Regions from separate parts of the Mus musculus genome. Here all the other regions are linked to region 2. The links are chromatin contacts, called in public HiChIP or PLAC-seq maps. All regions are on one chromosome and are shown on one strand. The core of a region is the stretch at or near the end of the contact, and the rest is flanking DNA. Distances in the headings are between cores, read along the strand shown.

The links. HiChIP or PLAC-seq counts read pairs in DNA pulled down with a chosen protein or histone mark.
Region 1: an H3K4me3 HiChIP or PLAC-seq map of bone marrow-derived macrophages shows a contact between it and region 2, with 4 times the contacts expected there. The contact joins two enhancer-like sites. A contact is called at or near these places in 1 of 484 Hi-C or Micro-C datasets (nephron progenitors) and 3 of 115 datasets of contacts at active chromatin or transcription factors (bone marrow-derived macrophages, embryonic stem cells and stem cell-derived neural progenitor cells).
Region 3: a contact with region 2 is called in an H3K4me3 HiChIP or PLAC-seq map of bone marrow-derived macrophages, with 2.8 times the contacts expected there. The contact joins two enhancer-like sites. A contact is called at or near these places in 3 of 115 datasets of contacts at active chromatin or transcription factors (bone marrow-derived macrophages, embryonic stem cells and stem cell-derived neural progenitor cells) and 1 of 9 other capture datasets (embryonic stem cells).

What each region holds. Positions count from the first base shown.
Region 1 is chr8:34,864,326-34,867,336 of GRCm38.p6, reverse strand. It overlaps Tnks (tankyrase, TRF1-interacting ankyrin-related ADP-ribose polymerase), which reads left to right. Exons shown (of 27, transcript NM_175091.3): 11 at 1-56. Among named protein-coding and RNA genes, the nearest start is that of Dusp4, 58 kb to the right of the region's middle. Within about 2 kb of position 1,561, at least 7 of the 459 cell types and tissues checked have an H3K27ac peak or open chromatin away from gene starts, as enhancers often do. A contact at or near this core is called in bone marrow-derived macrophages, where this site is marked.
Region 2 is chr8:35,122,218-35,125,145 of GRCm38.p6, reverse strand. No RefSeq gene overlaps it. Among named protein-coding and RNA genes, the nearest start is that of Gm34419, 28 kb to the right of the region's middle. Within about 2 kb of position 1,650, at least 100 of the 459 cell types and tissues checked have an H3K27ac peak or open chromatin away from gene starts, as enhancers often do. A contact at or near this core is called in bone marrow-derived macrophages, where this site is marked.
Region 3 is chr8:35,465,189-35,468,046 of GRCm38.p6, reverse strand. Eri1 (exoribonuclease 1) reads left to right here. Exons shown (of 7, transcript NM_026067.3): 7 at 1-2,782. Among named protein-coding and RNA genes, the nearest start is that of Gm51568, 29 kb to the left of the region's middle. Within about 2 kb of position 1,451, at least 3 of the 459 cell types and tissues checked have an H3K27ac peak or open chromatin away from gene starts, as enhancers often do. A contact at or near this core is called in bone marrow-derived macrophages, where this site is marked.

The sequences.
Region 1 (3,011 bases), core at 312-2,811, 260 kb after region 2:
CAGCTGAAAGAGCTCATAATGATGTCATGGAAGTTCTGCATAAGCACGGAGCAAAGGTAAGCCGTCACTCAGCACAGGGCAACCAGCTGCCCTCAGTACTGGGTCCCCAAGAACTCATCTTGGTCAGAAAGGGCAGTTACTGTGTGGTTTTGTGTTTAAAGTCATAGGTTGTCCTTCGAAGTTCATTTAACTTTTTTTTCCCCTAGTAAAATTGTCTCTTTGTCCTTTCTTTTTAACAGAGGTTCCTTTATCTTAGATAACAGTAGTTTTTAGGTTAACAAACAAACAAAAAAAGACTAACCAGCTTCATAATTTATAAACACTAAAACACAATCCACTAACCTGCTTATAGAAAACTCCTGCTTTGTGTTTAGGTAGTGTTTGCAGGAACATAGTAAAGATGAAATTTGAGTATCAGATTTTCAGTAAACCACATTAAAAGTAAAAATACAGCCAGGCAGTGGTGGCGCATGCCATTATTCCCAGCACGCGGGAGGCAGAGGCAGGCGGATTTCTGAGTTCGAGGCCAGCCTGGTCTACAGAGTGAGTTCCAGGACAGACAGGGCTATAGAGAGAAACCCTGACTCGGAAAAAAGGAAAAAAAAAAAAAAAGTAAAACTACTACTGTTTGTTAAACATAGTTAGTTAATAATATGTTTCTTTGATAGGCTCCACATGAATCTCCTTAACTGATAATAGCTGTTGAACCAGGTGTTACAACCAAGCAGTGACCTCAAATAACTCTTGTAAGACTGGAGATTGGAGGCTGGAGGGATGGTTTCTCTTCTGCAGTGCATCCGAGTCCATGGTTAGCACCTGTGTTGAGCAGCTCCCAGCTGTCTGAAACTCCAGCTCCGAGAGGGAGCTGGCCTCCAGGGGAGCTTGCACCTTTGCACACCACACATTCCCACACAGAAAGAAACTCGGAACATACACTTAGTTAGGAATAAAATCTTTAAAACAATGAGACTGTTCTCTAATAGAGCTGAATGGTATCTTCCAGCATGCCTTTCCTTCCTGACCCTTGCATTCCCCTTACATGAGCATCAGATTGCTGTGTGGTGTTTTAGTGGTGTTTGCACTACTTGATTATACTTTACAGGTAAACAAGATTATGTATATTAAATGCTTTAGAAGGACATTTGGCATTCTTAATCGAAATCAAGTAAGTTAAAATAAAGAGAGCAGTCGTACAGGTTTATCACCTACTTTGTAGCTACAACTATAGCATTGTTATAAGCAACATGTTGTATCAGAAATAGTAAGCTAAGGGGGCTTTCTGCTACACTTGTGTGAATTATTGTTGCCCTAGGCTTGACTTTGCAAGTCACTTTTGACAATTACATTATAATACTCATACAAACCATAATGTTCTTAATTCTTAAAAATGTGTATTATTACCTACAAGGCATTTTTTCAGAAAAGTTAATTGAAAAATAAGCTTTTTGTTATAGCCTCTCTCAGTGGCATTGCGTAGATGCGAGGCTCTCAGTCCTTCCTGGTGCTCCACGTGCGTGATGTGTTATTATTAGCATCTTAGGTCAGCAGTGGACTTCTGCAACTGAAAACAGTCTGCTAGTGACGCGAATGACTTCTAGTGTAGCATGTCCTTCCTGGTCTTCCACTACAGCACACAAGTTACTGATTCCTTTAAATACAAAGACAATATATAAGTTGTCATCAGTAGATCTCAAATGCCTTCAATCCTAGCACTCAAGAGGCAGAGGTAGGTAGATCTCTGCTGAGTCCAACCTAGTCTACATAATAATCTATAGGCAAGCTAAAGCCAAATAAGGAGAGGAAGAAGGAAAAAAGGAAGGAACTGGAAGGGAGGGAGGAAAGGATCGTGGGCAGTGGCAGCAGCGGCTGCTATATCAACTCCCTATCACTCATTCCTGGATCCCAAGGCAGTGTGCCAGTCCCACAGGGTTGCTGCCTCCATTCTTCATACATTAGTAAAAACTTTTCTTGACTCCTAATGGGTCATGTTTTCCTTGCTTAGTATTTTCTTTCTGTGATTCTATTGGACTTTTAAGTGGCCCATAGTTAACATTTGAGTCTAACAGCACTTTCTGAACATGTTCACATGATCAAATCCCTAACAAGCCACAAAAGGGAGGAAAAGTGTAATTTGCTCATGGTTCAGAGGTTGAGTCTATAGTGGAAGGAGAGTATGCTGAAGTAACCACACCGAGCCAAATAGGCAGCAGAGAGGAGCACTAACAGAAAGACACAGACAGAGGACATACCCCTAGTGACCCGCTTCTCCAGATACTACGATGGATACTCTGGATGGAACTATGGCCATCCGCAGTTCTGTCTCCTAGTAGCCTGCACATTCTGACTCTGTCAGTGGATTAGCACATTCATTTAAACTGAACCCTTAGAGTCTGGTCATCTCTAGAAAAGCCCTCAGACATACCCACAAGTTTGCTTTTCTAATTATTAATTACTTAGTCCAATCAAGTTCATAATCACAGTTGTCCATCATGACCTCTAAATGTATAGCTTAAGAGTGTCTTAACTATGGTTAGCATGTTGAGTATGTAACATAAAATCAAGCTTTTTCTTTTTTTAGTGGCAGTTTCACATTTTAATAAAAATAATCTGTTTAGCATTGAATGTTAAGTATTTGTAGTGGACCAGGGGGTTAAGACTTACGACTTGGTCTCAAAGCATTTTAGGGGGGCTCTGGGGCTTCAGGGGAAGAAGGAAGGCAGTGGCAGGACTGCTCGCTTTGTCTGGTGGGAGTTTTGTTGTTCATTTCTTTGTGGGGTAGAGTCTCCTATGTAGTCCTAGCAAGCTTAGAAACTGCCGTGCAAACAAGGCAGAGCTCAGACTTCCCTGAGAGGTTTGTGACAGTGCTTTCTAGTAAAGAACAGGTCCTTCCTCACCGGTCCCTGTAGCAAGCCTGTTTACTATTCCTGTCTGTTACACATTTAGTGCTCTAAGTGAGCTCTATAGACAGACTACCAACAAACACTTATAAGCTCTTCTATTTATCTCCACTG
Region 2 (2,928 bases), core at 401-2,900:
GGACATCTGCTGACCTACCTCCCGGTCTGATGCTCGCTACACAGGTGTGTGCTCCTGCTGTAAACATTCCTTGAGCTCAAGGCGGTGTAATCTCTGTGCATTGCTGACGTTAGGGGCCTAAGACCCCATGCAATTAAAAAAAATCCACATGTAGCTTTTGACTTCCTATCTAGCTGGCCAGAGGCTTTTACTGACGACACAACCAGGTCTTTCACATTTATTTTGTATGCCGTGTAAGTACTTAGACCCAGTGCAAGACATGGAGAGCATCAAGGGGTCACTTCTTACTGCCATGTGCTTTACTTAAGAGAGATGAACTGCTAAGGCAGAACAATCAGTGTAACAGGGCAGATGTTTGGTACCTACCCTGGAGCTTACCGCAGTGACAGCAGGAAATGATAATGGAGCTATTGCAGATGCTCACTGCTGAGTGTTAGATCTGAGTTAGCCCCATTAGCTCTATCCAGGGAAGGCTTAGTTCTTAGCCTGAGGTGCTACTGGAGGTGGAAAATAACTTTAGGAGGAGAGGCCTAGCATGAAGAAGTTAGTGTTGATGTTTTAGCCTCTTCCTGTTTCTGTCTTAGCTCCTTGGTCACATTGGGTGAAGAGATCTGTGGCCCATGATCCCGCTATGATATACAATGCACCCAGCAGGCAGAGAGAAACAGAGCCAAAACACTGAAACCTCAGAATTGAGGGAATATCAGCCTTCCTTTCCTTGTATTGATTAGCTCATGTGTTTTGTTACAGTTATGGAAAGCTGACTGAGACACCTATGTAGTAGTTTATGCAGTATAATTAATACCCTGTTATTTCCGTGTGCTTGTATTCCCCTCAACTGCAAATGGCACCAAGTATAATCTGTGTTTGTCTGTTTATGTCTTGAATAAAACTTAGCTTTTTTATAATATCCTCATGTCTTTTATGAGAGTCAATAATATAATTATGATCATCTACATATATGTGTTAGTGACATAACTAGATTTTTATTAATATATACACAAACCTCTAGGCTTCATAGACAAGTTTTTTTGTTGTTCTTTGTTTTTATTTTTATTGTCACACTTCTCAAAAACAAACAAACAAACAAATCTGTAATTCATACTAACAAGACCTGCCAAGTTCCTGCCTGTGTTGATTAAAGGTCAGCTGGACACGTCAGATTTTACTGAAGTTCATTTTAACAGAGCCTTGGGTCCCTCACACACTGACAGAGCATTGCCACTGTCCTGGTCCTTTAGGAGGGAATTGTGTGCCTTTTGTGGGCCCAGGACATGAGGTCAGGATGGGAAACAACTTAAAGGACAGCTAGCTGCAAAGCCTCATGGGAGAAGGCGCAGCACAGAGAGACCTGAATGCAGGGCAGGTGAGAGCAGAAACATCTCGGAGGGGAGCCTGGGCAACAAGGGCCAAATTAACACAGAGTAAAAGTTGGGCTTTCGGGGGAGGATTTTCTGAGATTACAACGGATAGAGTAGAAAAAAGAAATTGCTTTGGCAGAGTCATTTCAGCATTGCAAATGCACAGAAGACGAACTTGGGGAGGGAATGCGAGTTCACCGAGAGCAAATGCAAATCAGGACTGGCTGGCTTCGCGCTCATTTGCATCTGAATCCGCGGATCGTTTCCTGAGAGACAGGAAGTGCAGAACGTTCTGTCACCTTGCCCAGCCGACAATGCTGATGTTGCTGCTGTCACCAGCCGCCTGTTAACAGTATTACCAACTTTGAAAACTAGGGGAAGTGACTATGTACTCCGCACAGACAGGATCTGCTGTACTTTTTGGCTGAACTGACGGGACCCTTTGCTAACCAGACGCCATTTTTTTTTTTTTTTGAGCTCCAACCTATGGCTCTAATTACTGTCATTGTGCACACAGAACCAGAGGCATATGTCCTGCTCCTCACAAAAGATAAAAGCAGGAGGAAGGGAGGCCAATGTTGGGTGTGGGAGTCGGCAAGGAAAAGTGGGGTAGGAAAAGTTTGCTTGCTCCAAAGGAACGCTGAGACTTATGGGTGTTTGTTTGTGTGTTTATGTTATCATTACCCTTGTCACCTTCCCATGATCAATCCCAACGCACCAGGCACTGCTTAGTGAACTGTAGGACAACTCTAATTATTTTAAGGATATTGTAAAGCGGAGGTTCAGAAATATTGAATAATTTACCCAAGGACACACAGCCAATGTATGAGAGACTGGGGTTCTATTTCATGATTCCGAAATCATCTCCACCCACTTACTCATTTACTTCGTACGCCGTTTAGCTGTCTCCAGAGCAATGACAATTTAGAAGAGATTGATCTACTAGGAAATGAATCCAAAGGCAAGAAAATCAAGGTGAAAAGGCAGTGACATTTCCAGGAAGGACAAAGAGACAAGAGGAAGGTTTGGACTATTCCATGCAGAGATCTCAGCATGCTGGTTGCGATTGTTTGGATGGGGTTTATACCTGGACGATTTATTCCTGGAAAATGTGGTTGCTAGTGTGGCAATGCTAAGAAGCGGCAGACCCTCAGGAGACAGAGCCCAGAGTAAGGCCTTCGGGGAACCGATGCTATTCTTGTGGAGTGAGTCCTTGTGGGGAGACTTGTTTTCTACCCTGCCCTGTGATTTCTTCCTCTTGCATGTCCTTCTGCCATGATACCATCTACCATACATAGTGTGATGCCATAGGAGGCCCTTGCCAGAATTGATGTCGTGCTATTTGGACCAGGTCAAGCAATGGAAAGAGAGAGAGAATTTGGTGCCAAAGTATGATGAGCAGGGTTGACTGCCAATGGGAAAGAGGATCCATGAACCAAGTCTCCAGAGGCAGATGTACTGTGAAGTAAGGTTGCAGGGCCTCGTTTCTAAAGACCCTTTACAAAGAAAGGCCTATGGCATACACTGATAATGTACCCATATGGCCGTGTAATAGACAACATAGAGG
Region 3 (2,858 bases), core at 202-2,701, 340 kb before region 2:
TGGAGGCTAGCAAGATGGCTCAGTGGTTAAAAGTACTTGCTTCTCTTGTAGAAGATCCAAGTTCAATTCCCAGAACCCACATGGTGGCTCACAACCATCTGTAAGTTTCAAAGAATCCAACAGGCAAAACATTCATAAACATAAAATAACTAAATTTAGAATACTGGGCTGGAGAGATGCCTCAGAAGTTAAGAGTGCTGGCTGCTCTTTGAGAGGCCCTGAAGTTCAATTCCCAGCACCCACATAGTGGCTCCCAACCCCCTACAATGAGACTGCTGTCCTCTTCTGGCATGCAGGCAGAATGTTGTATATATAATATATACATCCTTTTTAAAAGTCTAATTACTGGTGAGACTAATGGAAAGTTAGAAAAGGCAGCCTGGTAGCACAGATGTGTAATTTCAGTCCTCAAGAGTTAAGGCATAGGTGAATCTGAAGCCACTCTGAGCCATATAATGAGCTCCTGATTCCAAAATGTGTCAGTAGAAAATACAAGTGAACTTGTGAGAGCTATAACTTACAAATCAATGGGAAAATCTGAAGATTTGCTCCTTGCCTTCCCTCACCATTGTGAATGTATATTCGCCCTGCTTTTGAGCTCATGGTAAACATTTGTATTCAGTACTGTGAGGTGAAATGTTTTGTTCCATAGTAAAAAGTACCTGGCTTGTCTTGGTGAGTGACCAGTATATATTGGAAAGTAATTCCTGCTTCTAAAGTCAAGATGTGCTCTGGAGATGATGATGTCATACTGTCTGGAGGCTAACAGTGGGAGCTTTTGGAATTAAACCCCTCTAATGCTTTCCTGGACCCATCTCATTGGCATTGCCTGTTGTTTTGTTTTTTCAACTTTCCTTAATGATTGTGATCATATTATGTCCATCACCACTATAATCAAGTAGATTGATCATGTTTCCTAACTCGGACATAGGAGGAACGACAGCGATGCGCTTGGGACCATGAGAATTTGCTACCCAGGCTTGCGGTTTCATTCCCCAGTGAGCTCTGTCTTGAAGCAAAGGGACAGGAAATGGTCATTGTGAGGGACAGAAGCCAGCAGGCTCTCTGGACTGACTTACTCTTCATTTTCTCACATAAGCCATGGTGACACAGGCAGGTTCATGCCCTAGAAAAATAATTGCTTGTCACCTGATTGCATAGTTGCTACTGAATAGGGAAACTACCATTGGGAAGTTAGAGAATAGCAGGACATACTAATGCCTTCCTCTTTGTTTTGTTTTTAAATCAGGCTGTTTAAATTTTTTCCTAATCAAGTGCTTAACATTTTTTTTTTAAAGAACTTAACACTGCAAGCTTTTAAAATGCTTTTGGCTCTACTAAGTATTTCGCCATCTTCACTCACTCTGAGTCTCTGTCAAACCATTTGATTTGGCTTTCTGCTGATATAACCTGTCTGTAAGTTATAGAGTGAGTCATAATTCTTGAAAGGAAACTACTGCAGCCTGCCTGCCTACGTTGTGTGTAAAGATACTGGTTCTTGTTACTGCTGGGATGGCTTACACTGGTGCTAGTGTTTGCTGATACTTACTTAAAGCTTTATTTTCTCAGTCGCCATGGTCATCTCCTTGTTTTCCTTTTACTTGCTTGGACATTGAGACTGATTTTTCCCCCTGTATTATTTTCAAATCCACACAAACTGGTATATATTCTCAGCTACATTTTGTCTGATTTTGTATTAAATACTGACATTGACTCTGGAAATTTTTCTTTCTCTCCACTTCTCCCTCTGACTGGGTCAAGCAAAAGCAGGAAGAAGAGGTTTTCTTTTTTTTCAGCATGTGTTTCTGCGTGTATGTGTGCCTGGGAGAGTTTATGTGCACCATGTACCCTTAGATTCCTGTGGACGCCTCAGAACTGGAGTTGCAGGTGGCCATGAGCACCTAATGTGGGTGCTGGGATCCTGAGTCAATGCCTCTGCAAGAGCCGTCGCACTCAACTCTGGGGCCATCTCTCCAGCCTCAAGGCCCTTTCTTGTAGCCTTTAGAGACCTGCTTGTCCTGCTGTAGGGATAGGTTTTCTCAGCTGGGTTAACAGGAAAGACCATGGGAGTCATGCTAAACTGGTCCTATTGCTGACGAGTCATTTATTAAATGGTGATTTGATTACTTGAAAGGTGAAAGAACTTTTAGTTCATCGTCCCAGATATTAAAGCACTATTGCGAAGGATAAGGAAGAAGGGGTGGGTAGTAAGATTTCTGGGGAAGGAGGGATCACAAGTGATCAATACAAGGAGCACCAGTCAAGTCACCCACCTCGAGTGAGCCATGTCCTTTGTGAAGTCTGTGAGTATGTGTCCTGTTGCAAGGAAGACTTTGAGCTGCTGGAGGAGACTGACTTCCTTAGTGATGAGCTGTGAACTCCTCCTTTATTCCAGCGGGGCCTGTTGAGATGCTTTCCGTGTGTAATGATTGCAGTGTTGGTAAATGAGTAGTCCCACTAAGTATCGTCCTTAGTGTTGACCCTCATTTCAGCTCTTCCTGCCCCCACACAGCATCAATGCACACACTGTAGCCACGAACCAAATCTGATAGCCAAGTGGCAAGTTAAAATCAAGAGTGCTTGTATGTATGCATGTGTGTATGTATGTATATATGTATGTATGTTTTTGACAGGGTATGTCTGTGTAGTCTAATCAGGTTTCAAATTCTTCGGTACTGGAATTACAGGTAAGTGCTACCTACCATGCCAATGATGTGACTTGTAGCATAGGAATTTTATGAAATAAAATTTTGATGTTGTAAATAAAGCTTTGTGGAATAGCTCCCATTTGCAATGTTTTGCCTGCGTTCTGTGTTTGTGCTCCAGCAGCAGAGGTGAGTGTTCACTCTAGAAACCAT